3 separate regions of the Anser cygnoides genome follow, and regions 1 and 2 are each linked to region 3. The links are chromatin contacts, called in public Hi-C maps. All regions are on one chromosome and are shown on one strand. Each heading gives the region's core, a stretch centred on a gene start, on an enhancer-like site or on the middle of the called end of the contact. The rest is flanking DNA. Distances are from core to core; before and after follow the strand shown. Region 1 overlaps RAD51B (RAD51 paralog B). Region 2 overlaps RAD51B (RAD51 paralog B). Region 3 has its middle 16 kb from the start of ZFP36L1.

The links. Hi-C and Micro-C count contacts between places; a contact is called where the count stands out from the background.
Region 1: a Hi-C map of liver shows a contact between it and region 3, with 2.1 times the contacts expected there. The contact joins two enhancer-like sites. A contact is called at or near these places in 3 of 7 Hi-C or Micro-C datasets (fetal liver and liver).
Region 2: a contact with region 3 is called in a Hi-C map of liver, with 2.3 times the contacts expected there. The contact joins two enhancer-like sites. A contact is called at or near these places in 3 of 7 Hi-C or Micro-C datasets (granulosa cells and liver).

What each region holds. Positions count from the first base shown.
Region 1 is chr5:29,182,335-29,186,069 of Taihu_goose_T2T_genome, forward strand. All of the region lies in intron 10 of RAD51B (RAD51 paralog B), which reads left to right. It overlaps LOC136791006 (a long non-coding RNA gene), which reads right to left. Exons shown (of 2, transcript XR_010832059.1): 2 at 2,261-3,735. Among named protein-coding and RNA genes, the nearest start is that of ZFP36L1, 110 kb to the right of the region's middle. Within about 2 kb of position 2,112, at least 3 of the 3 cell types and tissues checked have open chromatin away from gene starts, as enhancers often do. A contact at or near this core is called in fetal liver and liver, where this site is marked.
Region 2 is chr5:29,083,129-29,086,903 of Taihu_goose_T2T_genome, forward strand. The region is part of intron 8 of RAD51B (RAD51 paralog B); the gene reads left to right. LOC136791005 (a long non-coding RNA gene) reads right to left here. Exons shown (of 3, transcript XR_010832058.1): 3 at 1,266-2,978. Among named protein-coding and RNA genes, the nearest start is that of ZFP36L1, 210 kb to the right of the region's middle. Within about 2 kb of position 1,488, at least 1 of the 3 cell types and tissues checked has open chromatin away from gene starts, as enhancers often do. A contact at or near this core is called in liver, where this site is marked.
Region 3 is chr5:29,312,403-29,315,765 of Taihu_goose_T2T_genome, forward strand. No RefSeq gene overlaps it. Among named protein-coding and RNA genes, the nearest start is that of ZFP36L1, 16 kb to the left of the region's middle. Within about 2 kb of position 1,574, at least 3 of the 3 cell types and tissues checked have open chromatin away from gene starts, as enhancers often do. A contact at or near this core is called in fetal liver and liver, where this site is marked.

The sequences.
Region 1 (3,735 bases), core at 862-3,361, 130 kb before region 3:
TTTGGCTATTACAGAATAAACCAAAGGAAATGTAAGAAGGTAGGGATAATGATGCAGAGTAGCCTCAAGATTGCAGACCCTTCTAACCACCTTTGTTCACCAGTTGATTTGTTTTTCCACAACTTGTGCTGCAGCTCGTATACACTGATAGGCTCCTGCAGACAGAATAGAGTGTTAAGAAGTCAATAGGGTAAGAGTTCAGATTCACTTTTCATTTGCTGTGCAAGCCCTTTACCCTTAGCTATTCTGGCAGGGCAGAGTTTCTGGACCAACAGTTTCTGGACTGTTTCAGGGTTGAGGAATCCCAAGACTGGCACATGAAACTAAACTGGGAAAAGGAGAAATGGCCAAAGTACTTGTGCTCTCCAGCAAACCTCTGCAGTAGGCTGTAGGACAAGTTTGCTGGGAACTGGGAGAGAGAATGGGGAGCAGGAGGCCTGGTGCAGTGCTGAGCGCAGCCCTGACTGCACAGCGGCGCTGGTGTTGGTGCAGTCCTGTCCCTCTGTGCTCTGCCCTCCCATGCCCGGCACGATGCTGGCCGCATGTGAAACTCCTGCTGACTCACACCCATGGCCTGGCACAGTCTGGGCTTCGCTTGAGTTCAGTTCTCTGTGCTGACAGAGCAGTCATGTGCGGGTACAAAACTCTCCCTGCGAAGTGTCCCAGTCTCCTGCTGTCCTACCTCTGCATGCATGCCCACTCCACAGCGGTTAAAGGCATTGCTGGCCCACCTACTGCTAGCTCCCTCCCAGTATGGCCCACTTTAAAAATGAGTTGGAGTACCCTGGACTGGGAAGGGTGCTGTGGGAAAGCAACACGGCGGCTTCAGATAAGCACTGCAGAAACCAGCTCCAAAGGAGGGTACAAGAGGGTGGCGAAGGCAAGCCTACAGCCTGCCTCTGGGCTGGCAGCTGCAGCAGGCAGCTGTTTGGCCAGTGCTGAGAGTGCAGAGATAAGGGACGGCTGAGGAGCTAAAAAGGCTTCCAGGGAAGGCGGGCTGGTGAGAGAAGGGGGAAGGGGAGGGGCAGTTGTGAGTCCTCTTGTGCACAAAATTTCCAGAGCCTCAGTAAGCCCCAGGGAACCACAGGCCTATGCATGGGATGCTTATTTTTTTTTTTAGATCTGTTTTAGTTTAGATGTTTGGGATCTGAATAGGTTGTGATTTATCCTAAAATGGGTGTATGGTGACAGGATATAACTTGTCACAGCAAACTGAACTGCAGGGAATGATCATAATTCAACTCTCAAATTCAGCTTAAAATTCAGCCTGATGGCAAGGGAGTCTTACAGTCATATCCAGAGACAAGAAGTTGTTTGCTGTGAGTTATTAAGAGATTTGAGACGTGAGAAAGTACCAAAATAGCTCAGACATGCACCTTTATGTGTCATGCTTACACAGATCTTACTGGTCCCTGCTAGCAGGCCTTTCTTCCATTTAATTTTATCTCGTTACCCATAGATACACCCCTTGTGCATTTATTTTGTTAATGAAATGTTGGCTCTATTGAAATATCCACTCTGTAGGGGTTGCCAGGACATATAAAAAAGAACAGCCATAAACTATGTTCATTATTAGTGCAGTGCAATGCCAGGTCCAGTACTGATTCCATGAAGTAGGAAAGGGAGAACAGAACTTAACATGTCCCTGACCTGTCCAGAGGGACAAAACAGAGAGCTTTTATTTTATTTGTTTCTACAGTGACTCAGTCTGTAGTAACTGGGTTAAAGTCCACTTAGAAACGAATAGAACAAAAGGCCTCCTGTTAGTGCTGGACATTTTCCCTCTTCAGATATCACCAAAAGGATTTTTTAAAAAAAAGCCCTCCAGCAGAATGCAGGAAACCACAAGCTTATGGGAATGTAGCAGCACTTTGGAAAGGAAAACACTGCCTCAGACTTTCATCTGCAGGGCTTGCTTTTTTTTTTTTTTTCTCCCCCTTTTTTTTTCTTTTTTCTTCCTTCTTTTCATCTCCTCACAGCTAAAAGCATTAGCCAGGTCAACTCAGAGCCTGGAGAAAACACTGGTGGGGAGAGGAGTTGGGTTGCAGGAGGTCATTGCCAGATCCCAGGCAGAGAAGAAAAAAAATGGAGTGTGCAGGTCACCATGGTCTGCAAGGGGGCTCCAGCACAGAGAGTGCTGTGGTGCAACAAGGTCCTGCAACTTTCAGTCACACACTTACTTGCCAGGCTGAGGGTCTTACTGGGGTCAGAACCCTGGATCCTACAGACCATACCACAGGGAAAAAAGGGCATTTGCATATTTTTTGGTACATCTAATTTTTTTATTATTTTTTTTTAATGTAGCTTAGTGACATCTAAGTAACAAATTACATAATGTTCTGTAAGATATAAAAAGTATCTGAAATGCTTTCTCCCTTCCACACTAAGTATTGTCATGGCGTGCCTGTATTTTCATTGTAAAACAAACATTTTCATGCAAGCATTCACAAAGTTTCATTAATTTTCACTTCAACATTTTAATAAGGAAATTGACCTGATAGTAACAGATAAAGCATGTTGGAATATGTTTTGTATATGAGAATGAGCACTTTATTTTGTTTTCCAAAATTTCCCTTTCCCTTCTCAAAAAGGAACAAACAAACAAAAAAATCAACCCCAAACCCGTCAAAATTTGCAGCTATCTAAAATGAAATGAGGTTAAATGTTACTTCTTACCTATAGGTTTAGCTGTTCTTGTGATCCCAGTTTGTGGCAAAGGATATGTTACTTGCTTTTTGTTAGGTGAGTTTTATGCTCCCCTAAATCAGTGAAATGGCTTGGTGAATGGCCTAATGAGCAATGTTTTGGGTGTAAGAGAGGAATGGGAATGCATAGCCAGAGCTGGACCACATAAGCCGACAGTTAGTTTAATTTAGACTGCTGCAGAGCCATAATCTCAAGTGGTAAGCTTTTGAGTGACTTGACCAAGACCACATAGCACATAAGTAGTTGCTTTATTTAGTTAGATGACTGATTCTGTACTCAGAGAAGTTTAAGCCTTTTGTGTGTTCAAAATAAATAGGTAAAGAGACTAGACCTTGCCATGCCTCTTTTGCTGAGGACTGATGACACCATGCAGAAAATTCAGTCTTTAAACAAGATCTCCATCTGTAAGACTAAGTGATTCAGTTACTTTTAGTAGTTGGTATTGTGATATATACAGCATCTCCTCTCTAGGTAGTTTGGGACACTTTCCATTTTAGCCTGTGGTGATAATCAAAAATCAGTTTTCACTCACATGAATTGAGTTATTCCAGTTCCTAGTGGACAAATTATCAAATTATCTTTGGTGAAATCTCTAAATTTGGTTTCTGTAACAGCATTTTTGTAAAAATAATCAAATTCTAATCTCATTCTGTCATCTTATCTGAAGTCTCCTGCCTTAGCCTTCTCCAGGCTGAACTCAAATTGTTTGTTTTAGGACCATTTTAGGGTCCTTCCACTGGACTTTTCTTCAGTTTGCCAGAGTCTCTCTTGTACTCTGTGGCTTAAAACCGGACACAATATTCTGCTATTTGTTAACTAGCACATGCTTAAATGCTATTTTGTCCTTAGTGTGATCACAGCTAGTCACATTTGAAAGCACATTTTAAAACCCTGTCCAGACCTAGAAAATTAGGCCTGACTAGCCAAAATGTTTTAAAACCCAGTAAAACCCAGCTGAAACTACTTACACTGAAAAATTCCAACATCTGACACCGTGTGTTAACTAACACACGGGTGGGCACTCAGAGA
Region 2 (3,775 bases), core at 238-2,737, 230 kb before region 3:
TCTATTTAGTTATAAATTAACAATTACAGCTAATAATGGGTTTATTGACTATCCTTTGTGGAAACAAAGCAAACAAACAAACAAAAAACTATTTACCTGTTGTAGAAAGCCAAGGTTTTGGTAATAATATGGATTCCTTTAGAGCCTGAGGATTTCAAGGTGATTTGTAGCCGGTGTCTGTTTTTGTACACATTTACTATTTATTGACCAAAGTTAACAAATGCTGTTTCACAGATGAGGGAACAAAGGCCCAGATAGGATCAGTATGTTGCATTTGCATTTCTCCATTCTCAGTTCTGGCATGCGAACACCCACGATTCTTTATTATCTTTTTCCTTCAATGATTTTTGAAAAGGGGGACAGTAAAATTGGGATGATAGCTACTTCCCCGCCTCAGGGAAGAGCTGTGAGGATGGTTAATGTTTACCCCCCTCTTCCTCACCCCAGCTGCTGCACGAAGCTGCCACTGCTGCGGTCCCATCACAGCACGAGGGGAAGGTGATGTGTGGTGGCATTGCCCACAGACAGGTATAGGCTGGAAAGCAGTGTTAGCAGGCTTTGTTCTAAAAAAAAAAATGAAAATGATATATAAATCAGAAAGAAATTCACGCAGCCGGTTTCATTCCTCTCGTTTGACTGACTTTGGAAACAGTGAAGCCTGGCTGCACTTTGTGGATTGATCTCACTCCACGTTTTGGGGATGGATGGGAAGCAGACCTTCAAAACTGCAGCCTGCGGCTGCTGGTAGATGCACAGAAACAGCGAACGAAACAGCTGTGGGTGCGTTCTCCCGATTAGGACGGATAGAAGAAGTCAGGACATACATTAGCCGTGTTTCCCACAGCGAGTACAATTCTCCCTGCCCTCGGATATAATGGCTCGCTGCTGTACACTGTGCAAACAAATTACGCGTACTGTGGGAGCCACAACTTTAAATTTCTCAACCTTTTTGCATGCAAAACTCTAGAATTAATTATGCTTTTTTACATTTAAAGTTCCTCTTAGCTGGCTGGAGGGAGGTCTTTGTGATTAAAGGAAGCAGGTTTCATTGAGCTAGACGAGTTGTGATCTGTCCTCTTTTTCACCTCCCCTCAGGGCAAAGACCAACAGCTTGAGGGTGACCCCTCCAAGAAGTTTCACTGAAAAGGAAGATGAGAAAGGCTGGACAGGCTCTTTCTAATGCTCTGCGCTGGAGCCAGGAAAAGGCAGCTGTTTCTAGCCTTTCTGCTTTTTTTTTTTTTTTTTTTTTTTTTTTTTTTTTTGCCCCTCGCCCCCCCCCCCCCCGGTGGCTGAGATCTGGGCTTGCTGCCATATCTGTTTGTCTGTCTGTCTCATGTTGTTTTTCTCAGAGCTTCAGAGGCCAGTTGCCCATAGTCAGTTGCTGGGAACAGAGGTTGTTCCTTGTATCGTCTTAACTCTCCATGCCAGAGTGTTCATGCTTGAATAGGAAACAGCAAGATCTGTCAAAATAGCCCTTTTCTTTGGCGCTTTGAGGCTGCATTCTCCACGGCCATCTGTTCCCTTTCACCCTTTTGGACAATGTTGCTATTTGAAACCAAGCACTCTTTGCTCTCTCCCTTTCCCCTTGCCCTCCCCCCCACCCCCAAATCTGGGAAAAAGGGGAAAAAAAAGTTGTTTCTGGCCCTGCCTGGCCCCTGGAGGATTCAACCATTTTGTAGTCCAAGCGTTAAAAGTGATATTTTGCTTTTTTTTTTTTTCACTGACTTTAAAAAATGTAATACATCTCAGGAGAGAAGAGTCACTGCAGCAAAAGATCATTTTGGATTTATGCGTTATTCTCCACAGAGCACTTCGGTGTCCTGTTGATGCCTGATGCAGCCTACAGCACAAACTTGGCAAGTCTCAAAATAGTTTGCATTATAGCAGGAGCGGAAGGAACCTCCTATAGTTAAGGCCATATAACTGTTTCCCTTCTACCCCTCTGTGTCCAGGCAGAACAGCTTATCAGGATGAAATTTTCCAGTCCTGGTGGCTGTCCAAAATTGAATTTATTTGGTTAGTTTGAGATAAAGTGAGTCATTGCTTATTGAGAATGAGATGAAGAAAAAAGAATATACCTCCTCAGGGCCGGGACGGGACCTGCGACGTGAAGAAAGGGGCTGGCTGGCTGGGAGGCTCCTGGAAGGTCCGGGTCAATCAGGGAGGGAAGCCAGACCCTTGTAATCCTCGTTCATTTTAACATCCTCCATGTTACTGCCTCGCTCCGTGTATAAGTATGCACACACGCATGATTTTTCAGCTTTGTAAATGAATCCGTTCTGAACAGTGAGCCACTGTGGGCTGTGCAGGTACTAAAATTTTTTGTCGTTATCTTATAATGGGAGGGAAGGCATTTTGTGGGAGTGTAGCAGCTGTGTAATAAAGAAGTACAGAAGTGCCCGGTTGGCCTATGTGGTGAAGGTACTCCAAGCACTCGGCTGTCCCTGCCCGCTAGGTGTGGAAGGGTTGCCAGGCCAGCCCCAAAAGCACTTCTTCAGGCCACTGTCACAGCCCTCAGCTCGCGTCATGGATCCCTCTACGCTAAGAAACAGATGCAGCCGGTGAGAGGTACACTGGCAAATACAGAAACGTGGTTCCCTATTCACAGAAACACCACAGTCAGCCCTGATGCTGTTTGTTGCGAGAAATAACCGGGTCCCTCACTCTGCATTTGCTAGGCAGAGTTAGTCACACGTACCGTTTTTTACATTTAATGTTTCCTAACTTTTATGTTCCTCATCATACAACCAAAACATTCTTTCAGTTTAGGTTTTGTGATGGATAATATTAGGAGTTTGGCCAAATCTGAACTCCAGATGTGAACAGCTGTAATTTGCAAACCATCATCTCTAGCCCCCGAATGTTTGGCTGACCTCTGTTTCCATGTTGCAGGCTGAAAGGGAATTGTCTCATCCTGGAATTTCGTTTTTGACAACTTTGGCTGATGATCCAAGTACGCTTGTTGTTTTTATTTACACCTAGAGGGAATTGTTTTAACTGTTAATTACGTGACCAGTGTTAAGAACACCAAAGGCTAAATTTTCAGAGAAATGACCGTCATCGTAATGCAAATTAAAGCAGTTTACTCAGTTTGCGTACAAGAAATCGTAAATTCGAGATCGTTAAACGTAGCCCTTGTGGTTAACATCCCCACCCTGAACTCTTAATGACTGGAGATTTTCAACCATCTACATCAGGAAATTGTCACTCGCTGAGATTTGAAAACACTCCTGAAAGAGAACCAGTGCTGAAATAATCCTGGGAGTATAAAGGACAGATAACTTCGTTCACCAGTTCAAATGCAGGGAGTGAGGCTGTGATCAAAAATTGTTGTTTGCGAAGGCTTTTTAGTCTATGCGAAGTATTTTGAGAAAGGTCCAGTGGCTGAATGGCAGTGCTAAGTTAATCAGGCAGTTAATCAAGCTAACTCGCGTGCTGGCAGTGGGCTGGCTGCAGCATCACAACATCCTCTGTGGCTCCTTAGCAGAATGTATTTCCCAAGGCAGACTTCAGTGCTCACTTAAAACTAACTTACTTATGCCTACTGTCCTTTTCTGTCTGCCATGTAGACATACCATCAGACTGCTCCCCGGGAAGTGGACAGCCGTGTCAGAAACACCCTCAGTATGGTAGCACTAATTGGCCCTTTTATTGGCCACTTTATCGCACATTGAGTTCTCCATCAGAAACTTGACTCTCCCTCTTCCACCCCCTTCACCCTTCCGCGCTCTGCCTCTCAAATGTAATTTAAGGTTAATTTGCAGACTGGCTCCTA
Region 3 (3,363 bases), core at 324-2,823:
GGCTGTGGGGAAGGCAGGCCAGCAGCGTGAGGGGTGGCGGGAGAGCGTGGGCTGGCGTGTGGAAGCGCCCGGAGTCAGCACCTTTCGTCCTCTGTTGTGGAACTGGCAGAGAGTTAATCATAGTTAAACTATTACTGGGCTTCACCCGCTCTTATCCCTCCACAGTGCAAGGGGCAAGGGGCTTAGTAGGTCAACTGGCACTGGTACTTGACAGCAATTAAAGGGACCCGGCCAAGGCCCAGAATTTGACCTACGCCTTTTTGGTTAGATCTTTTTCCACACTCCATGTCAGTCCTCACAGGACTTTTTTGCACTTCACTGTGTTTTGTGTTAAACGAACAAGGTATAAACCCCGCAAAGCAGAAGGCCCAGCCCAAAGCCAGGGATGCTCAGAGCAGCCTTCATGAGCTCCCTACAATAACGCAAGAACGCACAGCGTGCTCGTGAGGGCAGCCTTAATATAACTGACGGGTACATGGCAGTCGGGTCCTGGCAATGTTGCAAAACACAGTGCCTGAGTTTCAGGAGTTCCAGATGGGGAAGACAGCTGTGCCAGCTGTGAGACTGTGAGAGGCAAATAAAACAACTAGCTGAGAAGGAGTTACAAATTCAGGACAAACGCCCAGGCAGCACCCCGCCTTCTTCTCGTAAGATGCATATAGCCAACACCCCGTTGCAATGGTAATCAGGGCCCTGGATAACATGGGGTTTGTTTGCTGCTAATATTGCCATTGTACCTACCCTAGCCGCAGATCTCTGCTCCAGACCTACGCCACCAAGACTGCAAGTTAGAGCTCTGCTGGCCGAAAGCTTTCTGAATGGGAACAGAGAGCGATCCGCCCTATCTCTACAAGTTCTAGCTCAGCAATGTGTGCTACGCCCATTCATCTGAATGCAGAATTAGCTCTGAAACTAATGATAAGGCTTTAAACGCCATTGCACAGCTAATTTATTTCCCCACTGTCCCAAAGTGCTTCCCAGGTGCTGAAAAGCTTGGCTGCAAAAATCTCCATAGCCTCTGCTGACAACCTCCACAGCGCTGCTCTGCATTGCAACACCTTTCCCATCACCGCAGGCCCGAGTGCTTTGAGCAGCAACGTAGTTAGCCACGGTGAGGGTGGTCGCTCTCCTCGAGGCACAGCTCGGGGAGCCGAGGCCCGGCAAGGCGACGTGCCCGCTCCCCAGGCTTGGATGGGAAGTGTGCACCCAGCTGATGCCTCCCGTTTTCCACGCGTCTGTTCCCTCCTCAGAGTTAATTTAGCAATTTTCTTTGCCTTGATGTCAGTGGCGTTACATAAGTCTAAACTAGGTGTGAGATCACAATACAACACATCGATTATACAAGGAGGCACAAGGTCATAACCACCCTTTGGACAGAGGGAGGACGTGTGTATACACACACATAAACACACCTAGGTGGATATATATATAAACACACACGTGTGCCCACAGCGTTTCCATTTGGAGGTGTGCCATGCATGGCACATGTCTGTTGGGGCAGAAAAACATCGCTGCCTGTGTTTCTGCATCAGAATCTTTTGTTTTTTTCTCTTGGGCTTTGGAGTTACTTCTGTTTTACAAAAATAGCACCACTCAGGGCAGTCTTCCTGATAGGTGGAATAATTTCCCCTTGAGAAGGAACTGGTGGAAATCCCCTCTCTTGAGACATTTTAACTCTGCCAAAAATGTAGAATGGGAGTGACTGCTTTAACTAGCGAGCTGACTTGGATGAGCTAATGGGTTTTTCCATCACTAGTGTCTAGTTCCAGGGATTTCCATGAATTGCTGTCAGGACAGAAGAAGGCAGCAGATTGCAACTGTGGGATCTGCTGTTTCAGCTCCACTGACACGTCATTCCCTCAGGACACCCAGTGACCTGGTTAATCTAGTTCTTTGCTTCTGACTTCTCCTCGTAAATGATTTATCAACTGGCATGGATCCCTGTTTGCTTAAGGAGGCGTGTGACGACCTCTAGCAGACTGGCTGCTCAAAGCCACGGGCTGCGTTTGGCACCCGAATGCTGGTCCCAGCTTGTGACCCTTGGCACGGGGCGCAGAGGGACAGGGCTGCAGCAGAGGCCGGAGGGGAGGGCAGCTGCGGGGGACTGTGGGTGATGTTTACATGGCTGTCTGGAGAGCGCCGTGACTAAGCTGCCGGCTCGACAGCGAGAGCGCCTGCCCAGGACCTGCCTCGGCCCGCTCTGACCCGCGTGGTATGAAGGCGCTGGTGGGCAGAGGGCCGGCTCACTGCTGCGTACGGGCTGCGGGGTGCTGCCCGCGGAAGCGTCAGCGGTACCAGAGCCAGCCTTGAGGTCCGTGTGCTCCATGGAGAAAGTAACGTCACCGTCCTCCGCCTTGACCATTCCCACAGAGAGATCTGCATCGGCGGTGGTGACATCAGTGTCATGTCTGAAGCAGATGTGGCTCTGGAGGTCTTCATCACGCACATATGTAGGTCTCTGCGCATGTCACCACGTGCGAAACGCTGCCGTAAGAAAAAGATGGTGCAGATCTAAACTCACTCGCTCAGAAGCCAGGGAGTGAGGGTGAAGATAATTCCTGCAAGACTTACATCCTACCTTTGTACCAGGGCTAAAGGAGCGCAGAAGGAGATCGGATATCACAAATTGGGCACCCTTCTGAAAAACTGTCTATGGGCAACTCCCTGCCTTCCCTCCAGGCCAGTTATTGCTGCTTCCTGCTCTGATTGTTTCAAATCCGGTTATCTTGAGTTATGCCTGTTCTGGCAAATACGGCGCAGCAGAGGGGAGGTTCTGTTCCAGTCGATGCTGTATGCATGTCACAGATCACAGAGATTAGCATGGGAGGAATCGCTGAGATGAGCTGCTTGAGGCAGATAGTGGGAAGCTTACAACAGAGCTGTGTAACAGAGTCATAAAACTGTTGAACGAAATCTTCATTTTGGAGGACACGGGGCCATGCTGGATTTGCAGCTGGCAGGAGGCTGCTTCACCGGGGCAGCACCCAGCAGTAAGTGAGCAGAGGAAGCCTGTTGTGGGCAGCTGGGCTCCCAAGAAGCGCGGTGTCGCACCACCTAAGGGCCACACATCATCAGGGAGGGCTGGTTCAGGCTGTGGCAAGGAACCTGCAGCCACATGTAGAGAGGAGCAGGGGTGTGTTTTCTTCTCGCGTTAAGGGTGGATCTGGAGCAGCTTTCAGCTTCCTGAGACCTCAGGGGTGGTCGTTCTTCATGGCCCAAGAGGGCGGAAGGTGCAGCTCCCGTTCCCTTTTGGGGGCACACCACTTGCACGTGCCTCAGCAGAAATCTCTGTTCACACACCACATGCTCCCACTCTGCTCCTTGTACAGAGGACCAACGTCACCAAAGGACGGAGAAATGGTG